Regions from separate parts of the Mus musculus genome. Here region 2 is linked to region 1. Evidence: chromatin contacts called from public Hi-C data. All regions are on one chromosome and are shown on one strand. Each heading gives the region's core, a stretch centred on a gene start, on an enhancer-like site or on the middle of the called end of the contact. The rest is flanking DNA. Distances are from core to core; before and after follow the strand shown.

What was found. A called contact is a pair of places that touch in the nucleus more often than the background predicts.
Region 2: a contact with region 1 is called in a Hi-C map of erythroblasts, with 2.2 times the contacts expected there. The contact joins the promoter of 4930405O22Rik here to the enhancer-like site in region 1. A contact is called at or near these places in 2 of 15 datasets of contacts at CTCF or cohesin (the G1E-ER4 cell line and the NIH/3T3 cell line), 4 of 484 Hi-C or Micro-C datasets (the G1E-ER4 cell line, the N1E-115 cell line, erythroblasts and 1 more) and 1 of 115 datasets of contacts at active chromatin or transcription factors (bone marrow-derived macrophages).

Annotation. Positions count from the first base shown.
Region 1 is chr17:63,259,850-63,263,708 of GRCm38.p6, reverse strand. The region is part of intron 6 of Fbxl17 (F-box and leucine-rich repeat protein 17); the gene reads left to right. Among named protein-coding and RNA genes, the nearest start is that of Gm41607, 36 kb to the left of the region's middle. Within about 2 kb of position 1,763, at least 20 of the 459 cell types and tissues checked have an H3K27ac peak or open chromatin away from gene starts, as enhancers often do. A contact at or near this core is called in the G1E-ER4 cell line and erythroblasts, where this site is marked.
Region 2 is chr17:63,310,811-63,314,669 of GRCm38.p6, reverse strand. It overlaps 4930405O22Rik (RIKEN cDNA 4930405O22 gene), which reads left to right and starts at 1,697. Exons shown (of 4, transcript NR_130176.1): 1 at 1,697-1,803. The region is part of intron 6 of Fbxl17 (F-box and leucine-rich repeat protein 17); the gene reads left to right.

The DNA.
Region 1 (3,859 bases), core at 514-3,013:
TCATTTTTGGAAAATAATTTTCCTTAATAATACAATGTATTTTATTTATACTGATACTCAGCCTTTACATTTTAAATGTTTCCTGCTTAATTTCAAGATATGAATATCTTATTTTATCTCATACTTAATTGTCAAAATTACTTTTTATATCAATCAGTAAGATATCTTAAAGCTATATCCATTCTGTTTTGAAGAGCTAAGAATCCAAATAAGAAATTTGTTATTTCAGCTAAATATTTAAAAATCATAAGTCTTACAGATTTGTGAAAATATGCAAGATAATCTAAATGACAAAGTAATAAATGGAGGAAATTTATAACAATTTGCCTCCTAAAATGATATATTAAAAAGAAGCTTGAATATTTGATAGTGCTCTCAAGTTGTAGATTCAAACTATACAACTGAAACATGTTTTACAGATTTCATTTTATTTAGAAAAATTTATATGTAGTTAATAAAAGATACTATTATCTTTAAGAATAGTATGTGAACTATTTCAAGTACTTTAATATTAAATTCATGGTTATCATAAGTCCTATAATCTTATAATGCAGTGAGTGAAGTATATATTACACACATGTACATAGATATAAACATACATACATACACATAAATACACACATACATAGACACACCCACATACATACATGCACACACACACAAGCACGCACATCAATAACTCCATATTTCTGTCTTCTGGACCATGGAGGGATGCAGCCTCACTGGAAACCCTGTTAAAATGCAGCTCTCAGGAGACCTGTGAGACCCTGTGGGACTTCAGGAGGCATGTCTGCTCCATGGCTATGGGGTCATCCATGTGGTCTTTGTTTCTTAGAAGGAACTCTAAGGCAGAGGGCCTGCACACGGAGTGAACATGTGCCAAGGAGGAGGGCCTGCACACGGAGTGAACATGTGCAATGGCTTTACTAAAGTCCGAGTTCCAAGAGCAGTGGAAAAACAATGCTCATTACCTATATTACTAATTGTGAAATTATTTCTCAGAAAGTGAAACCTAATGGACTCGTAAAGGAAAATTGTCCTTCTGCAGCATTCTTCAGGGCTTAATAAGAGGCACGGTAGTGATTGATCGACATCAATATAGGTGTGCCCACAATATGCATTAATAGAGGGGCAGAATATAAATGGAGTACAAACAGTCTATTTTATTTTCAAAATACCAAGTGAGAGTTATTTCCACAATTATGAATATTTAAACAGTATTATAGCCTCTCAATATATAACACATGCAAACACACCCCATCATTTTTATTACCAAAGAGGAAAAAATAATTAAAACTATAAAAAGCGGCTTTTAGTGTCATTTTAATGTGTCTGTTATTGCCATCTATCTCCAAGAGATAATATGAAGAAGAAATTGAGAAATAATACATCAGTACATGATAAATTTTATTTATAGCAAGCTGACTTTTAAAAATAAAATCACTTTTTTTTCCATCCAAGGAAACCATAGAGAACATAAGACAGCCATATCTATTTTAACGCTCTGCTCACGTCTACATCAGTGCAAACAGAAGTGTACCCCACAACATGGACCTTCGATTTCAGTGTAGCATGCTTTGTGTGATTCCTACTCACTTTCCTTTTAAAGACATTAAGTATCAACTTGACTGATTTTAGTAAGTACATATTTGAATGAGTTCTGTTCTCTGGCACACACTTTATCAATTTCACACAGGCCCGCCCTTTGGATGCACAGACCAGGAGCAGTTCAGAGATGCGCTGTCTTATCTAGTTGCTGACTAAGGGTTGTGCTGCCGTTCCTTGAACACACGGCAGGGTCTACAGTGGAGGGAGTAGACAGCTCAGGTCTGTGGAAGCTCAGCTCAGCACTGGGAAGTTGCTAGCTACCTGTTAGGTTATTCTTGGTTACTCCACAACATTTTGTAGTAATGGAAGTACAGGGCTAAAATCTTCAGAACGTGACCTGGCGAAGGCAGACCTTCCGGATGGTCACTGGCACTGTGTCCTTTCCTTCCCGGGTCCCACAGAACCTCCTCTGTGTACATTAAGACATGTCTACTCTCCACCATGAGAGGCGAAAGCAGTGCTCAGAGAGAAAAATAAAAATAACTTTCCATGAACATGCACCCTTTAAAAAATACTCTTCACATAACTGAAAAGAGCATGCCAGAAGATTGTGTCTTTATAATATAACGATAATTGAGATGTAAAAAGAGGAAAAGCAAAACACAAAAGAAAGTGAAATAAAAAAGAGTATATGTAGGTGGCAGCAATTGCAGTAAACTTGCGGTGTCAGTTCTCTGCGTTGTTTTGTTTGTTTTGTTGTTTTGCTTTGTTTTTTCATTTTTCTTAATTCTGTGTTTCCTTTTATGAGCCTGTTCTGTTTATACGCGAGGTGAAAGGGAAACCTCGCCTGTGGGATTTGATAACTTTACATCATGCTTTTACAATTCTTTGTGCACTTTCTCAACACTGCACATCTATTATATATTTTAAGTGACAGGAAAATAATGATTTTTTGATGAAATGTAATTAATAAGTGGCTGAGTTTCAAAAATATTATCATGAAAATTGTTTCAGTCTTTTAATTTCTGGACTGTTGTGATACATTGCATTAGGCCAGGGACTTTAGCTCTTTAATAGTTTTCTATAGCATGAAATTCAGCTTCTCCCTGCAACTGACTGCTTTGTGATTATTATTTGTGGCTCCCTTCAGGAGTCTCTGCTCACTGCCTTCTTCCCAATACCCGGAGAAATAATTGACGTTAATTGTTGTTAGAAGGCCTGTGTTCACTTTAATTGATACTTACTTTATTAAACTATGAATATACATGGGTGGATTTCTGTCTTTATATTGGCTAGCCGTCATGTCCATGGCCACAGAAGCATGATGTCTGTATGCTAATATGCTTACTTAATCTTTAATACATTATATTTTAATAATATAGGAATGCCAAGCTACGGAAGAGCAAATGAAAAGGTCATTTTTTATTCATGTACTACTTAATGTACCTTCTGCTTGTAGCTCATTATACATGCAGTTGAGCTCAATTTTTTAAAAGTGGAAAGCATACCAAATTAAACCACCAGTTTCATAACTGATGTTTCGTTTGTTAAAAACACTGCCCTTTTTTTCAATTTTCTTTATTCTGACTGCTTGTTACTCATTTGTGGCCCTTTCTTCTCTGTTATAGTCAAAATCTCCAATCCCATTTCCAGCAGAAGACCACCACCTCTCATCAGTAGACAGGCAATAAATACACATCACACGCACATGCGTGCTTTTATCTGGGGAGCTCAGAGTTCTTGATGTGTAAGGAACATTTCCCATGGCTTTTAAAAAGGAAGAATGCAGCCCAGAGAGCTTAAGTGACTGAGGGAAGCCCACACCTGCACCACCAGCAACCGAGACTTTAATTAAATATGTATCCGTGAACATACTTAATTTCTTGACCTGGATTTCAAGTTATAAACCCTACTGGATGAGTAACAAAACTGTGGACAGCCAGAAATTGTTCTAGACCATTCTAACACTAGCCCAGTGAGGGAAAGAACAACAACAGAGATCAGCTGTGGAGAAGTCTGCCGGCCTCTCAGTATGCAAATCAGAAAAATAATTCACCTGGGCATTTAAAATGCATGTCTCAGAATCATTTTCTTAGGCGTCATGTGACTATAGATGGTCAGACCAGAGAATGAGCATCCAAGAGGTGGGGCTGAGCCATGGCAGCAAGAGAAGCTCTCTGTGGAATGAGGCTTCTGCCTTGTTCTCCTTGCTAAGGGTAAGCCATCTTAGTGTAACTAAATTCATTGTGGAGAAGAAAGAGATTAATGAAGATAAACTTTTAATCTAAGAAAGCACATTTTTCTGGAAAGT
Region 2 (3,859 bases), core at 448-2,947, 51 kb before region 1:
TTGCCTTATATTGAGACTGAGAAGTCATGCCATTTTTGCATTTTCTTCATGTTTGTATATCTGGTTGTATAACCATGGATAGCATTTTCTAAGTGGAATATTGCTAAGTACATTTTCTTTGTGTCACATTGATTTTTAAAAGTTTCATATATGCAGATTTTAATATTTTGGGTTTAATCTCAATTTTTGAGCATGTTCTCTAAATTTCTCATGGAATAAGCCACACCCATCTATATGTAAAACAGGTCTTTAGGTTCTGCAGGCAGTATGTACCTGTACTCACATTAAAGTCAGCAAGGGACGAGCCAGACCTTGGCAAGACGGCCAGTTGCACAGTTTTTGGGGGAGACACATCCTTCCCATCTGACCTCCCTAAACCCTTGTCTGCTTGATGCCCTCCCTCATTTAGCAAACTTCAGAAAAATTACTGAGTGGCATCTCATTGTGCCACCAGACCTGTCCTTTTGAGTTGCACTTATAAATGTCAACATTCAGGAAGCTGTTTTGAGGAATTGCATAAAAGCAGCAGAAATATTCTAGGAAAAAAATACGATTACCTTAAAATTAAAAAACAAAAACAAAAACAAAAAATCAAGCAGTCAGATTTTGTGCTGTATGTGGGTAGGTGTGCACACCCATGTGCCTGTGTGGGGGTAGGACAACACATCTCTGTGTATCACTATAAAGTACAGAGGAGGACTTTGGGTGCTATAGTCGATAGTTTTATGTCAACTTGACACAAGCTAGAGTCATCTGAGGGAAGAGAACTTTAATTGAGTAAATACCTTCATAAGTTCAGGCTGTAGGCATGATTACAGGGCATTTTCTTAATTAGTGATTGATGTGGCAGTGCTGAGCCAATTGTGGGTGGTACCATCCCTGGATTCTATAAGAAAGCAGGCTGAGCAAGCCAGGGGAAGCAACCCAGTAAGCAGCATTCCCCATGGCCTCTGCATCAGCTCCTGCCTCCAGGTTCCTGCCCAGTTTGAGTTTTGCCTTGGCTTCTATCAATGGACTGTGACTGGGGATATGTAAGCCAAATAAATCCTTTCCTTTTGGAGTTGCTTTGGTCACGGTGCTTCATCACGTCAGTAGGAATTGTAATTAAGACGAGCTGGCCTCATCACTGAACTTACAGTGAGCGCACACAGCCACACTTTTGAGGTTATTGTGTATGTGTGTATGTGTGTATGTGTGGCCATGATCAGTTTTTTAATGTGGGTTGTGGGGATCCCAGTGCAGGTGTTCATTCTGCACAACAAGCATGTTATTCACCAAGCCATCTCCCCAAACCCACAAATAGTTTATTTTTCTGATTATAGTACAATTACATTTCTATCTTTTCTTTCCTCCCCCGCAAACCCTCCCAAGTACTTCACTCCACAGGGGTCTCTGCTTTCACCAGTTTTTTTATTGCCCACACATACATTCCTAAATGTTAGCTGTTTGGTCTGTACAGTGTTCCTTCACTGTCTGTTTTCAGGGCTGATTATTTGAAACCGGACACCCAGTTGGTGCGCTCTTCTCTGGGCAGACCATCTTTCTCATTCACTGCTTTCTGCAATCACCTCTTACAGAAGAGGAGAGTAGAAAGAGTAGGAGCCAGAGGATCAGGGGTTTGCTGTGAGACTGCTTGGTGATGTCATAGACTGCATAGTAATCTCCTAGTAACAGCAGAAGCCACATTCAGAAAGTCTCACCAGCTTGATGTCCCAAATGTGAGCTGAACAAGGAAGGACACCACCATAATTAGTTCTAATAATGTATGGGTTCTGATCTGGATCATCAGGAGTTTAGACACGGGTAATTTCAACTTATCTCCTCCAATTCTCTCTGGACCAGAGTTAAATGTGGTTTTCTACTTTACCACTGTATTTGAATTCCCTATGTCCGAAATAAAAGTATATGTGGACATACTGAAGCGTTTATTGTGAGGACAAAGCACGTTACTGAAATGTCTGCCTGGAAACTTTGTCTTCTAAATGTACATCAGGACTTTGGTGTGCGGTGCAGGCTTTGTAAGAGCAGTGCATTTTCTGGAGCAGATCCTTGCTGGGCAGTGATAAGCTCTGCAATAATTAGGTAATCTCATCAGTGTGCACTTATCGTGTATGGCAGCTTTCTCTCTGGTGCCATGCCACCCTCCTCTCAGGCGTGGGTACCGGCAGGTGATCGCGCCCGTTTGTAAAGCACACGGCTTGTGGGTCCTGTGTCTGAAGAGATAAGTAGCAGGTTCCCACGTGGAGGCAAAGAGCAAGGAGGAGGCTCTTCCAACTTTGCAAAAGAAAGCACCAGTTGATCCTCAGCACCCATCACTGTAAAAACTCCAGCCCTAGGTTGCCCTCAGCTGCGATACGGCACACACACATAACCAGTATCCATAGAATAAAGCTGAGTGTTTTGGGGATAGATTACACTGAAAAAAAAAAAAAAAAGATCTTCCCTTAAAAATGAAAAGACATTTCAAGACTTTCCTTGATTAACCTTGTATTTGGTCTGTAGAAAATTCAGGTTGCAGTCAGTTCACAAGACTATAAGTAGTAGACTTGTGATCACTCTGGCTTTTAGCTTTTATTACCCGTAGTTTAAAAGATAAGATGGTATTATTGAATATCAAAAATAGCTTCTTGGGTATTAGATGAATGTTAGCATTTCTCCCTGCCTATTCCCATCAACTTGTATTTACACCAGATGGGGAAGGTGCTGACGGACCAAAGTCAGGGTTCCTGTCCAAGGCTTGCTTGGTGAGTGGAAGATCGTTTAAAGAAACACGGGCAAGTCACTGCCAAGCTGCACACTCCAGAGTCCTCCAGTCAGCTCATAGGCAGGTACACCACTGGAGTCACACCCCAATAAGGACAAGCCTGAGGGGCTGCACACTGGTGGTTCTTATGGGCTGACATATTGGCAGCTACACTTTGGAATAGATCTCCCACCACAGTTGATTTACCTCTTACATGACTGTCTTAGTTAGGGTTTCTATTCCTGCACAAACATCATGACCAAGAAGCAAGTTGGGGAGGAAAGGGTTTATTCAGCTTACATTTCCACATTGCTGTTAATCACTAAAGGAAGTCAGGACTGGAACTGGAGCAGGTCAGGAAGCAGGAGCTGATGCAGAGGCCATGGAGGGATGTTCTTTACTGGCTTGACAAACAGAAAATGTCTATGAGTGAACTCGACACCATCCCTCGTGTGTGTGTGTGTGTGTGTGTGTGTGTGTGTGTGTGTGTGTGTGTGTGTGTACGTGTACAGTATGAGTGTTCATACTTGCCTATATGGGTTTGTGTTCATCTGTGTGTGAGTGTATGCATTCACTCACTGACATATTATTACTTGGTTTAAATCTTTCACAGGTTTTTTTTTTTTTTTTTTCCATTTAAATTGAATCTGTATGCACTTAGCTCTTGGCATGTCACCAGAGGCTTGATAGTCATTCGATTGTAGTTTTAAGAAATCTCCACAAATTGTAGGATCTCATGCAAATATTAAGGATTTTGTTTTTTTTTAAATTCTGCTCTTAGTAAACTCCTAAAGTAGGAAGACATGGGATTTTGTTGTTGTTTGTTTTGATCATTTTAATGCTTGTAATTCTGAGGTTAGAATGCATTTTATGTGTGCCTATGATAGCTTTTTAATTTTTTCATACATTTCTAAAATAAAAATCCCAGTTTTGACTTACCCCAAATCCTTTTCAGTATTTTTTTTCTTAGCCATAATAAAACCATAAGTCAAAAGCAAGCTCCATTTATCATGTGTTTATATAAAATAAAGGACAAAGCCTTAAAGCAAACATGAGAAATCAACAGTTTAGGTATAATTATACTTCCTTCTAAGCAGAAGTCTCTCCTGTAGTACT